Regions from separate parts of the Mus musculus genome. Here regions 1 and 3 are each linked to region 2. Evidence: chromatin contacts called from public Hi-C data. All regions are on one chromosome and are shown on one strand. Each heading gives the region's core, a stretch centred on a gene start, on an enhancer-like site or on the middle of the called end of the contact. The rest is flanking DNA. Distances are from core to core; before and after follow the strand shown.

Region 1 (2,938 bases), core at 36-2,535, 8.4 Mb after region 2:
CCCTTGAGAGAGGCACAGAGCCAATGCTTTCAGGTGACGGTCACTGAACACCAGGTGAATTCCTTTATGAACTCCAAACTGCCCTCGCCCACTGAGGTCACCGATTCTCAAACATCACAAGCACTTGCTCAAGTCTGATATATCACACTGGTGTAGAGTTATTGCTATCTCAGGCTATCCACGTAACTTTTGAACTTTTGAGAAAATATTTATGTGAAGTTAACTACCCCTCATTTTCATCACATTTTAAGAACTCACTGGCTATTTTAAAATGCTTCTTATTCTGGTGCCTTATAGAGGAGGACTGGCAGTCTACAGTGGAGCAGCCCTCCTGTCAAATGAACTATATGGGCTGAAAATGGAGCAGTACTAGTAATAGTATGTACTTCAGCAGAATTCTAACGAAGTCGCTGACAAGTTACAAGTAATGTACCTGGCTTCTACAGGAGGTCCTATCTGGCCCCCATTACTTAAAAGGAGGGATACCGCGTCCTCCTAAAGGCACGTGTCAAATCAGGTTCAGTTTAAAATCACACTGCCCGTCCTTGCAGGCACTGGCATGACACCCCTAACTGGGTCTTCACTACATTATCCTAACACAGCAAAGAAAACATCTGCCGAGCATTCTCCATATGCTAAAACATCTCTCAGAATTATTTCATTCGATGCTTACAACAGTAAGATCGACAAGTGATTCTTGGTTTCCAAGCAAGCGGAGCCTTGCTTGGAAATGCCTCAAATGCCTTGATCACGGTCAGAGTGACAGTAAACAGGAAGAGCAAAAGCAAAAGGCAAACATGACTTGTCCAACTCTAAAATCTGGATCCTTTAGGGTAAGCTGCCTTTCCCCCAAGTTTTCAACAACTTGCTCTGAGAAGGAGGAATCAAACGACTGGACCAGGTCGCTAGCGGGCGCAGGACTAAATTAGACGCCAGTGTTCAAGATGCTGTGAGGCGCCTGAGACAGCGCGAATGCAGGTAGGAATCCGAATTAAACACTGTCCATCGCAGCCCAGAAAGTGGAGATAAACAGTGCAACCTGGGGCACCGGGTCCACTCCCGGACCCGGCCGACTTCCGGCTGGGAGCACCCCGGGTCCCGACGCCGTCCACACGGACCCTCGGCCAACCGCATCCTCCGACCCTTGCCTAGCACAGCCCGGCCCGCAGGACCCCGCTCCGCGCCTCACCCCGGCTGTGCAGCCGCCGCAACATCTCCTTCCACATCCACATCCGCCTCCTCCGCCTCCATGACTGCACCTGACGCAGGCGTACTCGCGAGATCCCGCGAGATGCGGCGGGGCGGGACCGGGGGCGGGCCCAGGGCCGGAGGCGGGGCCTTGGCGTGGCGCACTTCCGGGGAACTCCGGCGAGTAAGACCAGGAGACTGCGTGAAAGCTGCTTCCCCAAGGACCGCATGGGTTATCTCACTTCTCTCACGTCTTACGTGGGCTAACTCACAGCAGATCTTTTTCCATTCAGGCGAGAGACCCTGCTTTGTGGCATCCATTGTCTCTGGTTCATTTTCGCACACACACACACGCGCGCGCGCGCCTACCCGCCCCGCCCGCCACCGTGAATTATTAGAATGACCCAGTGGAATGGATGCAGGTTTCACGGATTTTATTTTATGGATAAGTAAATAGACTCAGAAAACTGACGTGATTGTTCAAACAGAGAGCTTGGTAGATTGATCTTTTAAACTCTGCCCTGAGTGTTTGCCATATACATACAAATCATTGCTGGGAATCTGTGAAGCAAAGAACTTAACGGTTTTCCAAGAAATCAGAGTCTTGCTTCTGCATTTTTCTGCCCTCAAATCTGTCTCTCATACAGTTAGAATCCATGACTCATTGTCTTCTCGATCAGACTGTGACTTCTTTAAGGATAAAACCTGTCTGGTAGTCCTTACACTGCCTGCGTTCAGCACAGTGTCTCACGTAGTAGAAGCTGTGTTGGACAGGTAAGTGTATTGGGAACCAGCAAAATAAACCTGATTTGTTGTTGTTTTGTTTTGATTTTTTGAAATAGGGTTTCTCTGTATAGCCCTGGCTGTTCTGGAACTCACTCTGTTGACCAGGCTGGCCTTGAACTCAGAAATCCACCTGCCTCTGCCTCCCAAGTGCTGGGATTAAAGGCATGCGCCACCACGCCCCGCAAAATAAACTTGTTCTTTTTTTTTTTTTTAAGTACTACCATGTCGTTTTCAGGCTTCATTTAATCATAGGGGTAAACTAAATTCAAGGTCCCAGGCCCTGGGGGAGCTTCTGTTGTAAGGAGACAGCTATTTGAGCCCAGCCATCTCAGAGACAACTTAGAAGGAGACAATTGTCTGCGTCCAGTCATCTCAGGGAAAGTTGTAAGGAGACAGCAGTTTGAGTCCAGCCATCTCAAGGACACTCTCCAGCTTGCTGTAGGGTCAAACTAAGTTCTTGTTCCCAGGCCCAGGAACCAGCTCCTATTCTGATTGGTGGAAATTCGCATGCTCAACCCTTTATGGTCAAAATATGATTGGCCGAAGCTACAGCCTACCCTGCTTGCCCTCCCTTACTTTATGGTTTCATCCTTTAAATATGCTATGTAATTCCCCTAAAAAGTCACTCTCCGGACTCTGTTCTATGTTCTCCGGCCTTGGTCGATCAGTAGCAGCTTGAATACAATACATCATTCACTTGATGTATGAGTTATGTTGGATCTATGCGGACCCCATAATAAGTGAACGAAACAATAAAACGAGCTTACTTCACACCTCAGCCTGAGAGTGTGATGGCAGGAGAGGCAGAAGAATTTTGTAAAATGAGGGCCCCGTGCTTTAGGAACTGAATAGTGTGTTTTACTTTTCAGGGCAACCTGGAACCATGGTGTTTATTTGTTTGCGCATTGTCAGAGGACTCATCTAGTAATCAATGCTAACAGCTTGCCTGACAGAGCATAGGCAC
Region 2 (2,906 bases), core at 134-2,633:
TCAAATATCCTGCAACAATGATTACTTTTAAATTGTCTTTTTTTATGTATATGAGTACACTGTAGCTACACAGATGCTTGTGAGCCTTCATGTGGTTGTTAGGAATTGAATTCTGGACCTCTGCTCACTCCAGCCCAGAGATTTATTATTATAGATAAGTACACTGTTGCTGTCTTCAGACACACCAGAAGAGGGCATCAGATCTCATTACGGGGTGGTTGTGAGCCACTATGTGGTTACTGGGATTAGAACTCAGGACCTTCAGAAGAGCAGTCAGTGCTCTTACCCGCTTAGCCATCTTGCCAGCCCACTTTTGAATTTTCTTGCATATTGTAAACATTATTTATGTAAATTCATATTTTGCCTGTGTGTCTATGCATCATATGCATGCAGTGCCCACAGAGGTTGAAAGAAGGCATCATCCCCTGGACTGAAGTTACAGTTTCAAGGAGTCACAGTGGTGCTGGGAAGCAAACCCAGGTTCTCTGGAAGAGCAGTGTGTGTGTGTGTGTGTGTGTGTGTGTGTGCACCATATCTGTGCGGGAGACCATGGCTTAAATGATAAGCTATGTCTCTAGCCCCAACATCCAATTTTTGAATGAATAAGTGAGAAAATGTCTTCATTGGTACAGTGTAGTATACAACCTGGAAAGGGCTTTACAATAAGGATGCAGTGTCCTAATTTAGGAATATGACGTGCCCTGGTAATTCTACTGACTCAGCCTCAACTTACTGGATGACACTGCTTATCTCTTCTTAAAGGCTTGAGGCCATGTGGCCTATGGCTAAGTGAGCAGACCTTCTAAGGCACTCAGACTCGTTAACCCCCTCAGGTTTGAAAACAGTTGTTCACACGGTAACCGTGAGGACGAAGCTATTGCATGGTGTTCCATATTACCCTCTACTCGAGTTTTGGATTCTAATTACACATTCTCAAGCTGAGGTAAAAAGAACAAGGAATCAGGATGTCTCCCTGGTAAGGAACTGCCTAGCCCTGGGCAATTAGTTTTTCGAAATCTCTTTCTGCTGGTTTTCATTTGTCATCCCCGCTCCTCTACCTGCCTGATTGTCAAGCCTACAGCACTATTATCTCTCTGAGGTGATAATGGCAGTGGGCGTGTGAGGACTTTTGGCCACGCGGGGGCAGCATTCTCCCTCCCAGGTTCACTCGACCCCTTCTGCAAAGACCCAGGGCAACCCAAGCAGAACAAAACCCCAGCGTGGGCTCGCCCTTTCATTTTAACTCGCTGTGCGCTAGATTGCAATGGAAGAAGCAGTTTCTTAGAATTCCAAGGGTCTCAAAGGAGTAGCCGACGTTCTCGCGATGTCGCCACCGGAAGTGGGTGGCGGCAGGCCCTCGGAGTTCTCGCGAGATGCCGGCGGGAAGTGGGTGGCGGCCGGGCCGAAGCTGATCACATCACTGGTCTGCTCTCGCTAGCTCGGAGCGGCTGTGGCCATTGCCTCGGGCGCTGTTTTCTGAGACCTCGCCTCGCCGCGGTCTTTCCTGCCCCCAGCTCGCGTGCACGGCCTCCGCTGCCGGTCGGTGCTCGGTGTCCCGCCGTCCCCATCCTTGGTCGGTCCGCCGTTAGGCCGTGCCTCAGGCCCAGTCCGTGGCGACGCCGGCAGGTGATGCCCAATACAGCCATGAAGAAAAAGGTGCTGTTGATGGGAAAGAGCGGGTCGGGGAAGACCAGCATGAGGTCGATCATCTTTGCAAATTATATTGCGCGCGACACTAGGCGCCTGGGTGCCACCATCGACGTGGAGCACTCCCACGTCCGATTCTTGGGGAACCTGGTGCTGAACCTGTGGGACTGTGGCGGCCAGGACACCTTTATGGAAAATTACTTCACCAGCCAGCGGGACAACATCTTCCGTAATGTGGAGGTTCTGATATACGTGTTTGACGTAGAGAGCCGCGAACTGGAAAAAGATATGCATTATTACCAATCGTGTCTGGAAGCCATCCTCCAGAATTCACCTGACGCCAAAATCTTCTGCCTGGTGCACAAAATGGATCTGGTTCAGGAAGATCAACGTGACCTGATTTTTAAAGAGCGAGAGGAAGACCTGAGGCGTTTGTCTCGCCCGCTGGAGTGCGCTTGTTTTCGAACGTCCATCTGGGATGAGACGCTCTACAAAGCCTGGTCCAGCATCGTCTATCAGCTGATCCCCAACGTTCAGCAGCTGGAGATGAACCTAAGGAATTTTGCCCAGATTATTGAGGCTGATGAAGTTCTGCTGTTCGAGAGAGCTACGTTCTTGGTGATTTCCCACTACCAGTGCAAAGAGCAGCGAGATGTGCACCGCTTTGAGAAGATCAGCAACATCATCAAGCAGTTTAAGCTGAGCTGCAGTAAATTGGCCGCTTCTTTCCAGAGCATGGAAGTGAGGAATTCTAACTTCGCTGCCTTCATCGACATCTTTACATCAAACACGTACGTGATGGTGGTCATGTCAGATCCATCCATCCCTTCTGCAGCTACTCTGATCAACATTCGTAATGCCAGGAAACACTTTGAGAAGCTAGAAAGAGTAGATGGGCCCAAGCACAGCCTCCTCATGCGTTGAAATAATGCCAAATGCTCTTTAGTAAAATGCTGAATTACGGTGTTTTTTTTTTTTTTGCATCATTTGTCTTTAATATTCATAATGTCATGTGCTTAAAAGTGAGCTTGAAACGTGTGCTTACTATCTCATCTCTTCCCTAGTCTTAGTATTGGACGCTATTTACTCAGCTATCAAGTAGAGATCTTCAAGACGGCCTTTATGAAAAGTTAGTGTGGTGTTAACACTAAAGTAGGTGGGGTGTGGGTGGGTGTGTGTGTATGTGTGTGTGTTCTGGTTACCTGGTTATAATAGAGTATTAAAGCAGTTATCTTCTGTATTATCAGATCACAAAGGTG
Region 3 (3,099 bases), core at 38-2,537, 8.0 Mb after region 2:
ATGAAGCATTTGGTCAATACAGCATATGGTGCCGATATGCAGAGCAAGTGGAATTCATCACCTTTTTAAACGTATATACTTTTGACACTGCAATTTCATTTCTGTAAGTCCAAGTCTACGTAACTCTTGCACAAGATCTATGACAAGTTTGTTCCATTTGGTATTGTATATAAAAATCAATAAAACTGAAAACCTAAATATTCTACAATAGAGATACGAGTATACTGGGAAACCTAAAACACACCATGTATGGAAGGAGACCCATTCAATGCGAGAATATACCCAATTACATTCGTAAAAGTAAACAATGAAGAGTGGCTACTCATCCACAGAAGGTATGCATATCAAGAGGCACTACGAAGGGCGTTGAACTCCTGCCTTGATTCTGTGTCCGATGAATTTTAAGAACACAGTCATTTGTTTTACAGTAAGTTACAAACTACTGTTTTAAATAGTGGTATCGCGGCAGGTTGATGATGCATAAGAAACACATTTTGGTCCCAGCTGTTGAATTCAAATGTAGGAACTACGAAATTCTTGCGACTGTGACTGTGGGTGAAATTCCTGAACTTGGGTCTCAGGTGTTTGTTGTTGTGGGTTTTTTTTTAATGTGTGTGTAATGTGAAAATAATCAGAATCTATTAAATAGTGGTGGTCAGTGCTTACACCGGCATTTGTAACTACTTCCCGACCCACAGATCCTCTACGGAGATCGGGGAAACCACAAGTAAAAGAAACCGCGAAAGTTTAATGGGGAAGGAGTACTGATCAGTAAATCCAGAAACTTAAAAGTTTAATACATGGGGAAGAGTTCAAACGGACTCAGAACGGAACCGGCGGCCCAAGGGACCCCGGCACTAACAATGAGCTTCTGCCCGCGCCCGCGCGGCTCTGCAGCCCGGCTCTTCTGAGGGGCCGCAGCTCCGGGAGACGGCGCGAGGCGAGGCACGCACCTGCTGCAGGGAGCCCGAGACGCTGGAGGACGAATCGGTGCTCCTCCGCTTTCGGCGCTCGCTTCGTTCCGCGCCGCCCGCCACACTCGTCCCGCCGCCGGCGACCCCGCAGCAGCCGCCGCTCCCGCACCCACCCGCGCTCCCGCTCAGCACGGGCACCAGGTCCGGGGCTGCGAGCGACGCGGCTGCCTCCTGCCCGCTCCGCTTGCGCCGCTTTTCTCGGGAAGACTTCTTCCCCGTCATGGTCCTCGCGCTGCAACCATCGGCGACAGCCGACCGTCTCTGCAGCAACAGAACCCCGCTTCCGTAGCGGCCGGCGCTGCTGTCGCAGACTTGGCGTCACTTCCGGTCCCGGCGCGTTTTACTACGCGTAGCTTCTGGAGGCGGGGCTCGGATGCGCTGTGCCAGCTGCTGAGGTTGTCTGGAGTTTAAAAGGTGACGTGTGGTCCAACGGATCTGTTTGCTTTTTCCCAACCTCTGGGAAGATTTAATTCCTTTCAGTGTTTCTCAGCTTACAAGTACGTTGGAAGGTAAAATTAAAGTTGCTGAGTCTCCAATTTCTTCTACCTTCGATTCCCTCGTTTGATTCAACGATATAACAATAAAAAGAATTTCAGAATAAAAAAAATTGCTTCATCTCACTACGACCTCATTTGAGCAGGGTTTTTTTTTTTTTTTTTTTTTTTTTGTACACTTTAAGGACTTGTGCAAAAATAACAGTCTTATGCTTCCGTATTTTGTATCATTAAAACTAATTTCGTAGCATGATTTCATGTTACTTTTAAAGGAATGGAAAGGATGTCAGAAGGAAGACAAGTTCCTATAGTATTTCAGTGTTCAACAATGTGAGTTTAGTAGCCCGGCGGTGGTAGCGCACGCCTTTAATCCCAGGACTTGGTAGGCAGAAGCAGGCGGATTTCTGAGTTCAAGGCCAGCTTGGTTTACAAAGTGAGTTCCAGGACAGCCAAGGCTACACAGAGAAACCCTGTCTACAAAAACAAAAACAAAAGAAAAAAGAAAGCAAGAAACAGATAGCCCTGGCCATGTTCAGCCTTCTTTCTTCCCTGTGAACTCTTACAGATGCCTCTGGCTGTTCTCTCTACAATAAAAACCTTTTTACCTATACCATGGAGCGGTCGAATCAGTTTAGTCACAGATAGATACACAGTGGGGCAAGGAATGGCTGGCTGTTCCTGGAGGCTAAAATAGCCCACGATGAAGTAATTAGCCTGTGAACTTACAAAATTCCAACCTCTTCACAGTACTGAAATTCTAATTCATCCATCAGTCTCTGTAGACACAGACTCATTCCAGGTTTGTTTTTTTGTTTGTTTGTTTGTTTTTTGTTTTTGTTTTTTTTTTTCCAGGCTTATTGTTGTTCACAGCCGGACGCAGCTTTTCAGGAGTTTTTATTCACAGTTGTTTTGAGGCAGGTTCTCTCCGAGTCTAGACTGGCCTGCCACACGTACAGCTAAGGATGGCCTTGAACTGTTTCTTTTAGGGTTTGGTTGGTTTGTTCATTTGTTTTTAGATTGATGTATTTATTTTGTGTACATGAATGTTTTGACTTACATATAGACATGTGTACCACACCACTGCCTGGTGCCCTCAGAGACCAAGAGAAGGCATTGAATCCCTGGAAAAAAAATTACTGATGGTTGTAAACCACCATATGGATGCTGGGAACGGAACCCAGGAACTCTGGAAAAGCAATAATTGCTCTGAACTGCTGAGCCATCTCTCCAGTCCTAGGCTTGAACACTTGATCTTCCTGCTTCCCCTTCCCTAGTATTGAGATTATTGGCATGCAACACCTGGCCTAATTTATGTAAAGCTGAGATCAAACCTAGGGGTTTGTGCATGCTGAGCCAGTACTATGTATCAGTCCTGTATGGAGCCACACAGGACTGACTTCTTTTTAAAGAGCCAAAATTATGTTACAACAAAATAATTGTCTCAATTTCTTGTACTGACAAGGATAGCAGAATTTTGTTTCATCTCACTATGACAAAATAGCTCAGTAGTTAATGATGCACTGCTATTATTACAACAATACAATGTCTACAATGTCCAACACCCTCTTCTGGCCTCTATCGGCATCTGCACTCATGTACACATACTTCCACATAAACACATACAAGCACAT

Evidence for each region. A called contact is a pair of places that touch in the nucleus more often than the background predicts.
Region 1: a Hi-C map of regulatory T cells shows a contact between it and region 2, with 12 times the contacts expected there. The contact joins the promoter of Mysm1 here to the promoter of Rraga in region 2. A contact is called at or near these places in 2 of 484 Hi-C or Micro-C datasets (CD4 T cells and regulatory T cells).
Region 3: a Hi-C map of B cells shows a contact between it and region 2, with 5 read pairs. The contact joins the promoter of Caap1 here to the promoter of Rraga in region 2. A contact is called at or near these places in 2 of 484 Hi-C or Micro-C datasets (B cells and regulatory T cells).

What each region holds. Positions count from the first base shown.
Region 1 is chr4:94,977,815-94,980,752 of GRCm38.p6, forward strand. Mysm1 (myb-like, SWIRM and MPN domains 1) reads right to left here and starts at 1,286. Exons shown (of 20, transcript NM_177239.3): 1 at 1,190-1,286. The coding sequence starts at 1,251. Gm12694 (a long non-coding RNA gene) reads left to right here and starts at 1,307. Exons shown (of 3, transcript XR_867913.3): 1 at 1,307-1,962; 2 at 2,844-2,938.
Region 2 is chr4:86,574,290-86,577,195 of GRCm38.p6, forward strand. Rraga (Ras-related GTP binding A) reads left to right here and starts at 1,384. Exons shown (of 1, transcript NM_178376.3): 1 at 1,384-2,906. The coding sequence starts at 1,630. The coding sequence ends at 2,571.
Region 3 is chr4:94,555,509-94,558,607 of GRCm38.p6, forward strand. Caap1 (caspase activity and apoptosis inhibitor 1) reads right to left here and starts at 1,288. Exons shown (of 6, transcript NM_026368.2): 1 at 954-1,288. The coding sequence starts at 1,196.